Linked DNA regions of Sus scrofa: region 1 is linked to region 2. The links are chromatin contacts, called in public Hi-C maps. All regions are on one chromosome and are shown on one strand. The core of a region is the stretch at or near the end of the contact, and the rest is flanking DNA. Distances in the headings are between cores, read along the strand shown. Region 1 has its middle 140 kb from the start of FGF18. Region 2 has its middle 36 kb from the start of SMIM23.

Region 1 (4,738 bases), core at 1,470-3,969, 250 kb after region 2:
TCTTGGTAGCTGTGACTCTAGAGAGAAGTCGTATCTTGCATCCATTCAATAGAGGACATACGCAGAAGTTAACAGAGACATTTTCATGATGTCAGAAACACAAATGCTTATCAGGAAGAGAGTGGATGAGTCAACAGTGCTAGGTACACATGGTGGAATATTATTCGGCAGTGAACATGAACGAACCATAGGAGCATGCAACCATATGACTGAAGCTTGACATATCAGTTTCAGTTGGTGACCTCTTGTGTTAACAGACCAATCCAAACTTATGGCTGAAACAACCACTACTTTTTTTTTTTTTTTTTTTTGGTCTTTTTAAGGCTACACCCACGGCATATGGAATTTCCCAGGCGAGGGGTAGAATCAGAGCTGTACCTGCTGCCCTATGCCACAGCCACAGCAAGGTGGGGTCCAAGCCCCGTCTGCAACCTACACCACAGCTCATGGCAACACCGGATCCTTAAGCCACTGAGTGAGGCCGGGGATCGAACCTGCATCTTCATGGATACTAGTTGGTTCGTTACAGCTGAGCCACAGGGGAACTCCAACTGCTACTCATTTAATTTACCAATCAGTGGTAGGCACTTTAGGCTGGGCACAGCTGGGTGGGTCTTCTGATCTTAGCCGGGCTTCCTTGTGAGTCCACGGTCATTGGAGAGTCAGCGAGGAGGTTTGGCTTCCGAGGGCTGATAAGGCTGTCAGCTAGGAGAATGGTGGCCAGTGGGCCGCATGTCTCTCATCTCCCACCAAGCTAGCTCGGACATGTTCACTTGGCTACAGAAGTCTCCGTGAGAATGCGGGAGAACACGGGCCTTTTAATGGCTAAGCCCAGAAATGGCACTATGCCACTGCTGCCACCTTATATCAGTCGAGATAACACATAGCGCCGGCCTAGATTTCAGAGGTAGGGTGATAGAGCCCACCTCCTGATGCTTCCTTTGCATCAAGTCACTCTGCCAAAGGGAGGTGGAGGCGTAGACAGGAATGAGGGCAGTGATATTTGCGGTCTACCCTGCTTGGCAATATAACACTGAATGGAAAAAGGTGAATTCCAAAAGATGACACATGAAATGATATCTTTTTATAAAATTTAAAATTAGACTTTAGTAATGTACGCAGATGATAAAAAAGAATGTATTATAAAGGAAGCAATAGAGCAATAAACATCATAAACCCACAGGCTGATTCCGCCCCGGCGAAGGCAGAAGGCGAGGAGATGGGGTGGGCGAGAACGCATTTGGGTGACAGATTATCGTCAAGGTTCTAGCCTTTATTTTCATTAGGAGAAAAGGCAATTTTCAAAAAGCGAGCTGTACGAAAACTAGATTATGATTAGGCAAGCCGTGTGTCCTTGAGGTCAAGGAAGAGAGCGCGAGAGGCTGAGAGAAAGGCATGGGCCTTGGGGAAAGGGAGCGCCCCTGGGCAGCTCTTGGATGTGGGTGAAGAGAGAGAAAAAGAGGATCAAGAATCACTTCTGGAACACGGGCTCGAGTGCCTGGATGACGGTGCCGTCTCCGAGCCGGGGGCCCCGCAGAAGAAGACAGTTTGGGGGAACCAAGAGTGACGTTGGGAGAACGTCGAGTTTGAACAGCTGTGGAGATCCGGGAAGCCAGGCCCACGGCTATCCTGGTTTTCTGGCACCTGGGAGAACGGTCAAGGCTGGAGAAGCAGGAGCCTCAGCAGCTCTAAAACGGAGAGCATCGCAGGAAGCCCTGTAGCACATCAGGATGGAAAGCCTCCCTTCGCTGAGAGCCATCCCCAGCTGCCTGGCCTTGGAGAGGCCTCACCCAGCCCTTCCTGACAGCTCCTCGGGGCACGTCCACAGCCAGGTTCCCTTCTAAGCAGTCAGGCCTCCACCCTGCAATCCCAGGCCAAGCGAGTGAGCCTGGGGTTGTGGCTGCGGGGGCCCCAGCATCAGTCTCCTCCCCCGGCAGGGCCGATGGGACCCCAGAGGGGGCTGGATGTTTGTGCAGATGACATGTTTATGGCCCAGCCTCTCCTTACTCATGCTTTTGGCTTCCCCTTGCTGATTTTGGTTGGGTGGATCCCAGTTCTGCTGCTGGATCTGGGAGCCTCGGGGCTGGGGTTGAACAGAGCTCCCTTCAACGTTTCCAACCAAGGATGGTTCCAGCCCCTTCCCCCCGTCCCCCTAGACCTCATATTTTCCCACACCCAACTTTATTACCGAATGCAAGCATCTCCGGGTTGGAAAGACCTTCCAGCATCATCGGGTCCAGTGCCTCCTTTTCTGGATGAAGGAGCAGAGGCCCAGAGGGAGGAAGGGACTTGCCCAAGGTCACCCGAGCAGGTAGAGACAGAAGATGCCGGCATCCAGACGTGGAGCTCAGGGCTCTGAAACCACCCTCCAAATCACTAGCTTTCTTGGTTGCTGTTTTGTTTGGGAAAGGACAGTTCAGCTTTTTTTTTTTTTTTTTTTGAGCCTGCTACAGCAACTTTCTCCTCTCCCAGGGAGGCAGCAGACAGTGACAGACTCTTGCTTTTACAGTTTAATTCCATAGGAAATTGGAAATAGCCTGTCAGAGATGTCTGGGTGGCCCGGCTACCCTGCCCCGACCTGGCCACCAGTGCGCTTGCTTCTCGCTGCTCCCTGGCTTGCGGGCCGTTTTCGGAAGCTCTTCCGAGGACGCCTGTGGATTCTCTCCCGGCTTTTCCTCCCAGGACGCGATGCGAGCACAAGAGCAGCCAGGTCTGGCTGGGGCCCTAAACCCTGACATTTAGCTCCCGGCAGGCTTTGGCTCTCAACTCCAGCCTGGCTTCAGTGTCACCTCCTGCCCTGAGGTTCCCAGGGAAATTGGGGGAAGGAGCTCCCAGCCCTCCTCTGAGAACCTGGGGTCCCCAGGATACCCTGAGAGCCCCCGCATGGCCCTCCCAGAACTCAGCATCTTCCCAGTCTCAGGCCGCAGTGGGTGACCCTTATCGCCTCCCTTCTCTGGCTGTCCCCTGGCCTTGGAGTCTTGCCCCGGCACCTCCATCCGTCTCAGTAACCAGCCTGGAAGCTTCAGGAGGTCAGGGTTGCTGCTGCGTGGTGGTTAGAAGAGTAAACCTCTGCAATCACACCCTTGAGCCACTGCTCTCGAACTCTGTGATTTTGGACAAATTGCTTCACTTCTCAATGCCTCGATTTTCTCATCTAGGAAGGGGGGGTGATAGCAATAGCACTGAATGTACACAGTGGTTGTGAGGCTTACATGGCATAGCCATCCAAAGGGACCAATAAATGCTAGGATTGTAAATATTCTATTTTAGCATCCCCTTCGGCCAGTCCTTCAGGGCCAAGTCCAGAGCTAGGCTATAAGAGACAAAAATACTCATGAACTGACCCCTTAAATAACTGGCAGAAAATATGGCAAAACAGACTATAGCTTCCTGGGTTCTACTCAATGCAATGAATCTTCATTGAGGCTTATCACGTGGAGACACTGTGTTTGGGCAGGAGACACAGTGATAAGCGAGATGACATAGCCCCTGCCTCGTGCATTTTCCTTCCAGTAAGGAGGCAAGCAGGTAATGGAATACTCCCAGCACAGTGAGCAGGGGACCTGGTGGAAGTGAGTTCAGGCTCAGAGGAGACACACCTCACCCGGACTTAGGTGTCAGGGAGAGAGGTGAGTGTGCAGCTGGGATCCAATGGATGAGCAGGAATGGGGGGGGGGGAGGCACTGTCTCAGCCATAAGGGCCATTGTGCATATACACCTGAGAGAGCAAGACACAATGAAGGAATTGAAGAAGGCTTAACGTGGCTGGAGTGAGGTGTAGGAGAGGAAAGATGAGGCCGGGGGAGTGGAAAGAAGCCAGACCTCAACAGACTTATAGATTTGCCCCAAAGGCACTGGGGAGCCATTGAAGAGTACAGAGGAGAGTAGCAAAGGGAGATTGCCTTTCGGATTACCTACTCAGGGTGGTGGACTGAAGGCATCAGGCTTGGAGGCAGGAGACTTGCAATGTGGCCACAGCAAAGATAAAGACGGCAGAATATGAGATGAAGTTCAGTCTTTAGGATACCATTTCAAGGCCACTCCAAAACTGGCCCCTCGGGCCCTCCCACTCTTCCTTCTTGCTAAAACTGAGAATGAAAGGAGATCCATGGCTTGAACATGCTAAGTGTAAAAGTGCAGTGTGAGTGTGGAAAATCATCCCCTTTAGGATTGCTAGTGGTTGATTTTTTTGGACACACCACATGAACTTCCTGACGGATTATAGAGCAGCACCTTCTCCTTGAGAGAGGCCCAAGGATTTATTTTAGTTTGCATCTGGAGAATCCTAATGAACCCTTGGAACTGGGGGCACACAATGGAATTCCATTCCATTCCTTCCAACTAAATTTCTTCACTTCCTTTTCCCCATGGGGCTTCTGGTTGAAACATACTCACACACAAACAGCCCACCTCCATCTCAACTTGATTGTTTCTTTTTTATTGTTTTCCAGACATTGCATATAAAGAGCAGTGAAGACCGAAGTGCACTTCTTTTTATTTCAAAAAACTTCAGTCTTCATTGTTCTTTATACACAAGTCTGGAATACAATAAAAAAAATTACAACACCTGAAACATAGAATGTTTGATGTCGACTAACCTCAATTTTAAAAATTATGAGGCAGCTAAAGAAGTAGGATGATTGAAAAATTATGATAAAGAAGAGAAAACACAATCAATAGAAACAGACCAACAAAGGATAGTTATTGAAATTGGCAAATAAGGACTTCAGAACAAAAA
Region 2 (5,191 bases), core at 2,221-4,720:
CCTTGCTCTTTCTTATACTTATTCTCTGCTACATTGGTATGATGATTTTAAGATTAAGATTTGGAGTAGAGGAGTTCCCACTGTGGCACAGCAGAAACAAATCTGACTAGCATCCTTGAGGATGCAGATTCCATCCCTGGCCTCACTCAGTGGGTTAAGGATCCAGCATTGCCATGAGCTATGGTGTAGGTCGCAGACACGGCTTGGATCCCACATTGCTGTGGCTGTGGTATAGGCCGGCAGCTACAGCTCTGATTCAACCCCTAACCCCCAGCCTGGGAACCTCCATATAAGATAGGTGTGGCCCTAAAAAGACAAAAAAACAAAAACAAAACAAAACAAAAACACCCCTCAAAAACCAAAGAAGATTTGGAGTAGAGATAGGTAGCCTTACTTTGACCTTGAGCTTTGTCTAGGATACTCTGCATTTTATAAGGGTCACCTGAGATGCTGTTTCTGAAATGGATCCTTTGTTTCTCTTCTGTTTTTGCCCCTTGGGTTCCTTCTCGGGGAAGGTTGTGGTGGTGGTGGTGATAGAGGGCAAGATCCAAGCATTCCTGGGTCCCTTATGCTGGAGCTGTCAACAATTTTGAGTGAATGAATGCCTAGATGCATTTACCTGAGGCAGCTTTCTGCTCACTGTCAAGGTCTTGGTCGAGCGTAGTAGCTTGGTTGAGCAGTGATGAGAAGAAACAGACCGGCACACCTTGGTTAGCTTTTAAAGTCGCTTTCAGCAGCAGTTGCAGAAAGCAGTTCTAAGGGGCAGGCATGTTTGTAAGCAGATCCAGCTTTGGAGTAGGGACTTAGCTTTAAGCATCCTATTGGGAGAGACTCTAGAAAGTTATGGAGCTCTGGGGAACTAGCTTGAGGCCACTCATAGTCCACTTAGTGCAAGTGTTGTCTTTAGGGGCCTCTAATTCCCATTATAAAGAGTTTTTTTTTTTTTTTTTTTTTTTTTTTTAAATGGGAGTTTCCATCATGGTGCAGCAGAAACAGATCTGACTAGGAACCATGAGGTTGAGGGTTCGATCCCTGGCCCCATTGAGTGATTTAAGGATCCGGCGTTGCCGTGAGCTGTGGTGTAGGTTTCAGATGAGGCTCGGATCTGGCGTTGCCTTGGCTGTGGCTGTAGCTGGCAGCTGCAGTTCCAATTGGACATAGCCTGGGAACCTCCATATGCTGTGAGTGCGGCCCTAAAAAGAAAGAAAAAAAATAAATAAATACAATTTTTAAAAAATGGAGGGAGTTCCCATTGTGGCTTAGTGATAATGACCCCAACTAATATCCATGAGGATGGGGGTTTGATCCCTGGCCTCACTTAGTGGGCTAAGGACCTGGAGTTGCTGTGAGCTGTGGTATAGGTTGAAGACATGGCTCAGATCCCATGGTGTTGTGGCTGTGGTGTAGACCAGCAGCTGTACCTCTGATTTAACCCCTACCTTAGGAACCTCCATATGCCATAGGTGCGGCCCTAAAAAAAAAAAAAAAAAAAAAAAAAAGAGGAGTCTGGATATAGTTAATATTACTGTTGGGCAGGTCAAGCAGTTCCAACCATTATGCGTAATAAGGAGAGAGACTTTGCAGATGTAGCAGTCCACTTTACAGTGGTCACCGTTTTTGTTGGTTCAAATTGTGGCATATTCTTGCAATTAAATAGATGAAGAAACCGAGGCTGGGAGAGGTAAAGTGATCTCCCCAAGGTCATACAGCTAGGACATGGCAGAGGCAGGCCAGTTCCAGCTGGCCACGTGACCGTGCTGACTGTGTGTAGGCAGTGCCACCATGACATAGAAGGTTCCAGGGATTTTTCTCAGGGCCCTGGGGGAAGCAAATCTCAGGGAAGTGGCCTGAGGACTGAGGTCACTCACAGCAGGAAACTGGGCTCCTGAAGGCCGAGGCTGGACGGCTTTGGTTTTCACATAGGATGTGCAGATGGGTCCCAGACCAGGGTCAAAGCAGCAATAATGAGTGGGTATCAGAGCCCCGTTTTAAGGTGGTGCCAGGGTTGCATGTGTGAGCTTGAAATAGAAGAGGGGGATCCGAAGCCTGGCCTGTTTAGCACCCTCCATCCCCAGGCACCCTCCTTCTGTCGCAGTTAGACTGCTAATCGGATCCCTCTTAGACTGTTCCGTGGATGAAAACGCTCCTTGGTAAAAAGTCTGGAAACCAGTGATGTTAAGGCGTTGGGCAGCCCTGGACTTTTTCACTAAGACATTAGTCAGTCAAGGAGCCATGTCTACACTGGAGAGAGATGACTTGGTCAGATTTGCTCTTCCAACCTTTAGGAGGATGGAGAGCAGTGGATGCGGTGGAAGGATCAGAGCCGAGGCATGACCAGGGTGGGCGGAGCTTTTGATGGCGTCATTGTGCACATTTGCTGCTGTTGGTATCCCAGCATCCATCTCCCTTTATCTATTTTTTTCCTCTGATTTCCAACTGGGTGCTGTCCCCGCAGAGCTCTTGTACCTCAAGGAGAAGCAAGCCCAAGTCCTAACTCCATGGTCCTGGCCAAGTCCTGGCCCCAGCATGTGCTTACAGCTCAGTACCCTGGCCTTTGTGATTGGCACTTGTCCCAGGGAACAATTTGCTGGGGACTTCTGAGAAGATAGCTTTTTTCCCCTGCATGTTGGTTCTTTCGCAGGAGTTCTTTTCTCACTGGATGCCCTTGTGGCCAAGAGGGGAAGCAGCCTGGCGGGGAGGTGGACTTAGGCAGGAGGCAGAGTGGAGAGATGGAAAGAAACAATTTTCTTGGATACTCCACTGAGCTGCTAACTAAGCTTTGCTGAAACTTATCCTGCCTCTGGACCTCTCGGTTGCAGAGGCCAATAAATTCTCTTAATTCATTAGTTTTGTATTACTTGGGAATGAGCTGTCCCTAAGTGATTTGGGGAGCTACCGCCTCCACTGTGCTCTTCTCCTTGGAAGCATTTCCAGGCTCTCTTGCAGATGCGGCCTCTGAGTTATACCCCTGAACTGGGCTCTGGGGACAACATGTGGCAGAGGTCATGGATCCCGTGTGGCAGCCAAGGACCAGCCTCTCCACCCCCGCTTGTCACACTTCCCTGCCATGGTCCGTATATCAGACTAACATAGCAACCACAGATGATGGCAAAATCTCAGAAACTGGGGTGGGAGAATACACCTTCTAATATTTTTCTTTTTAATAAAATGTTGTCTTGGTTGCTTTTCTTGAAACCTTTTGGATGAGGTCAGCCATAAGGCAGAAGCCCCGGGGGCTGTAAGAATTGAATATTCAACTGCAGCTTGGACCCGATGCTCTCTCTCTGATCCTTTCCAACTCTGACAAGTTCTGATGCTGTGAAAGCTGATCCAGGTGTGGTAAAGGGACTCCAAGACCCTCTGCTGTGGGCCGGGCACCTCGCAGCCGTGCTCGCCTTTGATCCATGGGAGGAGTCCATTAGTATTCCCACTTTACAGATGTGGAAACCGAGGTTCTGAGAGCCTGCGGCTCAGGACCACACAGAGGCAGAGCTAGGATTTGAATTTGGCTCCTTCTGACACTGGAGCCTGTCTACTTTCCAGGACACCACGTGGTGTGCCCTTACCGGGGGGCATTTTACTCTATAAAGATGGTTACTCTCCTTTGGAAAAGGTCAGGCTGAGTGACACAACTGCAGCCCCATGGGAATTTTTGGGGGGAGCTGTTGTTCCATTTTCTTTTCCTTTTCATGAACTCACTCGGTTCAGCCAAGGGTGCTTCAAGAGACCAATTTTCAGCCTCTATCCCCACTAAAACCTGGAAGAATGCGGACCAGCGCCAGCTAGCTTGCTGGATAATTTTGGAAGCAGCAGAGCCCCGTCGAGTTGGCCTGTCTCTAGCTCACTGTGTACAAGCTGAGGGATGTTTGTTGTTTCAGTGGCCCTGGAGCAGAACTCAGGGAGAGGGTGCGGAGCACTCAGGGGCCAAGCGTTCTGAGAGGAGAGGGTGTGTGCACACCACAGGCCAGTTTCAAAAATATCCACCATTCGGGGGGAAAAAGAAACCCCAACATGACTGCATAAGCTCTTGTGATTAATATACCCATCCCCCCCCGAGGAAACCCTCTCTCTTTCGAGACAGTCTGGATTTTTATTGAGTGTTCACTGTGTTCACAGGAGGGAATTTCGAAGAGAGCAAGTACCTAAAATAAGGGGAGAAGGATAGGTGGCCTTACTATGACCTTGAACTTTGTTTAGGGTGCTCTGCATTTTATAAGGGTCGCCTGGGATGCTATTGCTCAAATGGTTCTTCTGTTTCTCTTCTACTCTTGCTCCTCTGGTTCCCTCTGGGGGACGGTGATGGTGGTAAAAGGCAGGATCCAGGCATTCCTGAGTCCCTTGTGGTGACACCATCAGACAGTTCCCAACTTACCCCACCTCAACCTCAGGCCTGGGGCAGGTCGCCCAGAGTAGCTGTCAACAAGTTTTTGGTGGACGAATGAATAAATAAATGAATGAGTGAATGGCTGGATGCGTTTCCTTGAGGCAGCTTTCTGCTCACTGTCAGGAGCTCAGGTGAGTTTAGCAGCCCTCCTTTATTTGGAGGGGATGTCTCCTTATGTAGTCATCTACTCTGGCATGCCTCAGACCACAGGACCGAACAAGGTCAACGATGCAGAGAGTCTCTGAATTTTTGCAAAGTTTCATTCCCAACCTCTGGCGCTCGTGTGTCTTACCAAGGCCTCCAACACACTTGCCATGTCTTACTCATCCCTTTGATTAACACAGTGTCATTGATATAGTGATATCTGCCATGCCGATTGTTGATAAATGGGATGCTCTGCAGAATGTCCAGATGGTCCAGATCCCTTTGGACTGTATTATAAAAAAGGATGAGAAAGTTAATCTAGCCCTAGAGGAAGACTGTAAATTTATACTGTTGACTGTTCCATGGGAATGCAGGCTGCTTTTGGTTCTCTTTCTTGACAGGGAGAGAAAAGAATACATTTACCAGAGCTGGGGCTCCATACCATGTATTAGAGCTATGTTAGTCTTTCCTGGCAAAGATACCACATCTGGACCAGCGGCTGTGATTCTAGCTACTACGTGATTGAGTTGGTGGTGGTCCACTGTCATCATCCAGAGTCTATCTGGTTTCCGTAGGGTTCAATTAGGTGAATTAAATGGGGATATTTTGCAAACCACCACCACTACTCCTTTAAGTCATTAAGGGTGTTGCCTTGACGATTCC

The links. A called contact is a pair of places that touch in the nucleus more often than the background predicts.
Region 1: a contact with region 2 is called in a Hi-C map of skeletal muscle, with 8 times the contacts expected there. The contact joins two enhancer-like sites. A contact is called at or near these places in 1 of 47 Hi-C or Micro-C datasets (skeletal muscle) and 1 of 2 datasets of contacts at active chromatin or transcription factors (skeletal muscle).

What each region holds. Positions count from the first base shown.
Region 1 is chr16:52,622,607-52,627,344 of Sscrofa11.1, forward strand. No RefSeq gene overlaps it. Among named protein-coding and RNA genes, the nearest start is that of FGF18, 140 kb to the right of the region's middle. Within about 2 kb of position 2,720, at least 8 of the 83 cell types and tissues checked have an H3K27ac peak or open chromatin away from gene starts, as enhancers often do. A contact at or near this core is called in skeletal muscle, where this site is marked.
Region 2 is chr16:52,374,456-52,379,646 of Sscrofa11.1, forward strand. No RefSeq gene overlaps it. Among named protein-coding and RNA genes, the nearest start is that of SMIM23, 36 kb to the right of the region's middle. Within about 2 kb of position 3,471, at least 1 of the 83 cell types and tissues checked has an H3K27ac peak or open chromatin away from gene starts, as enhancers often do. A contact at or near this core is called in skeletal muscle, where this site is marked.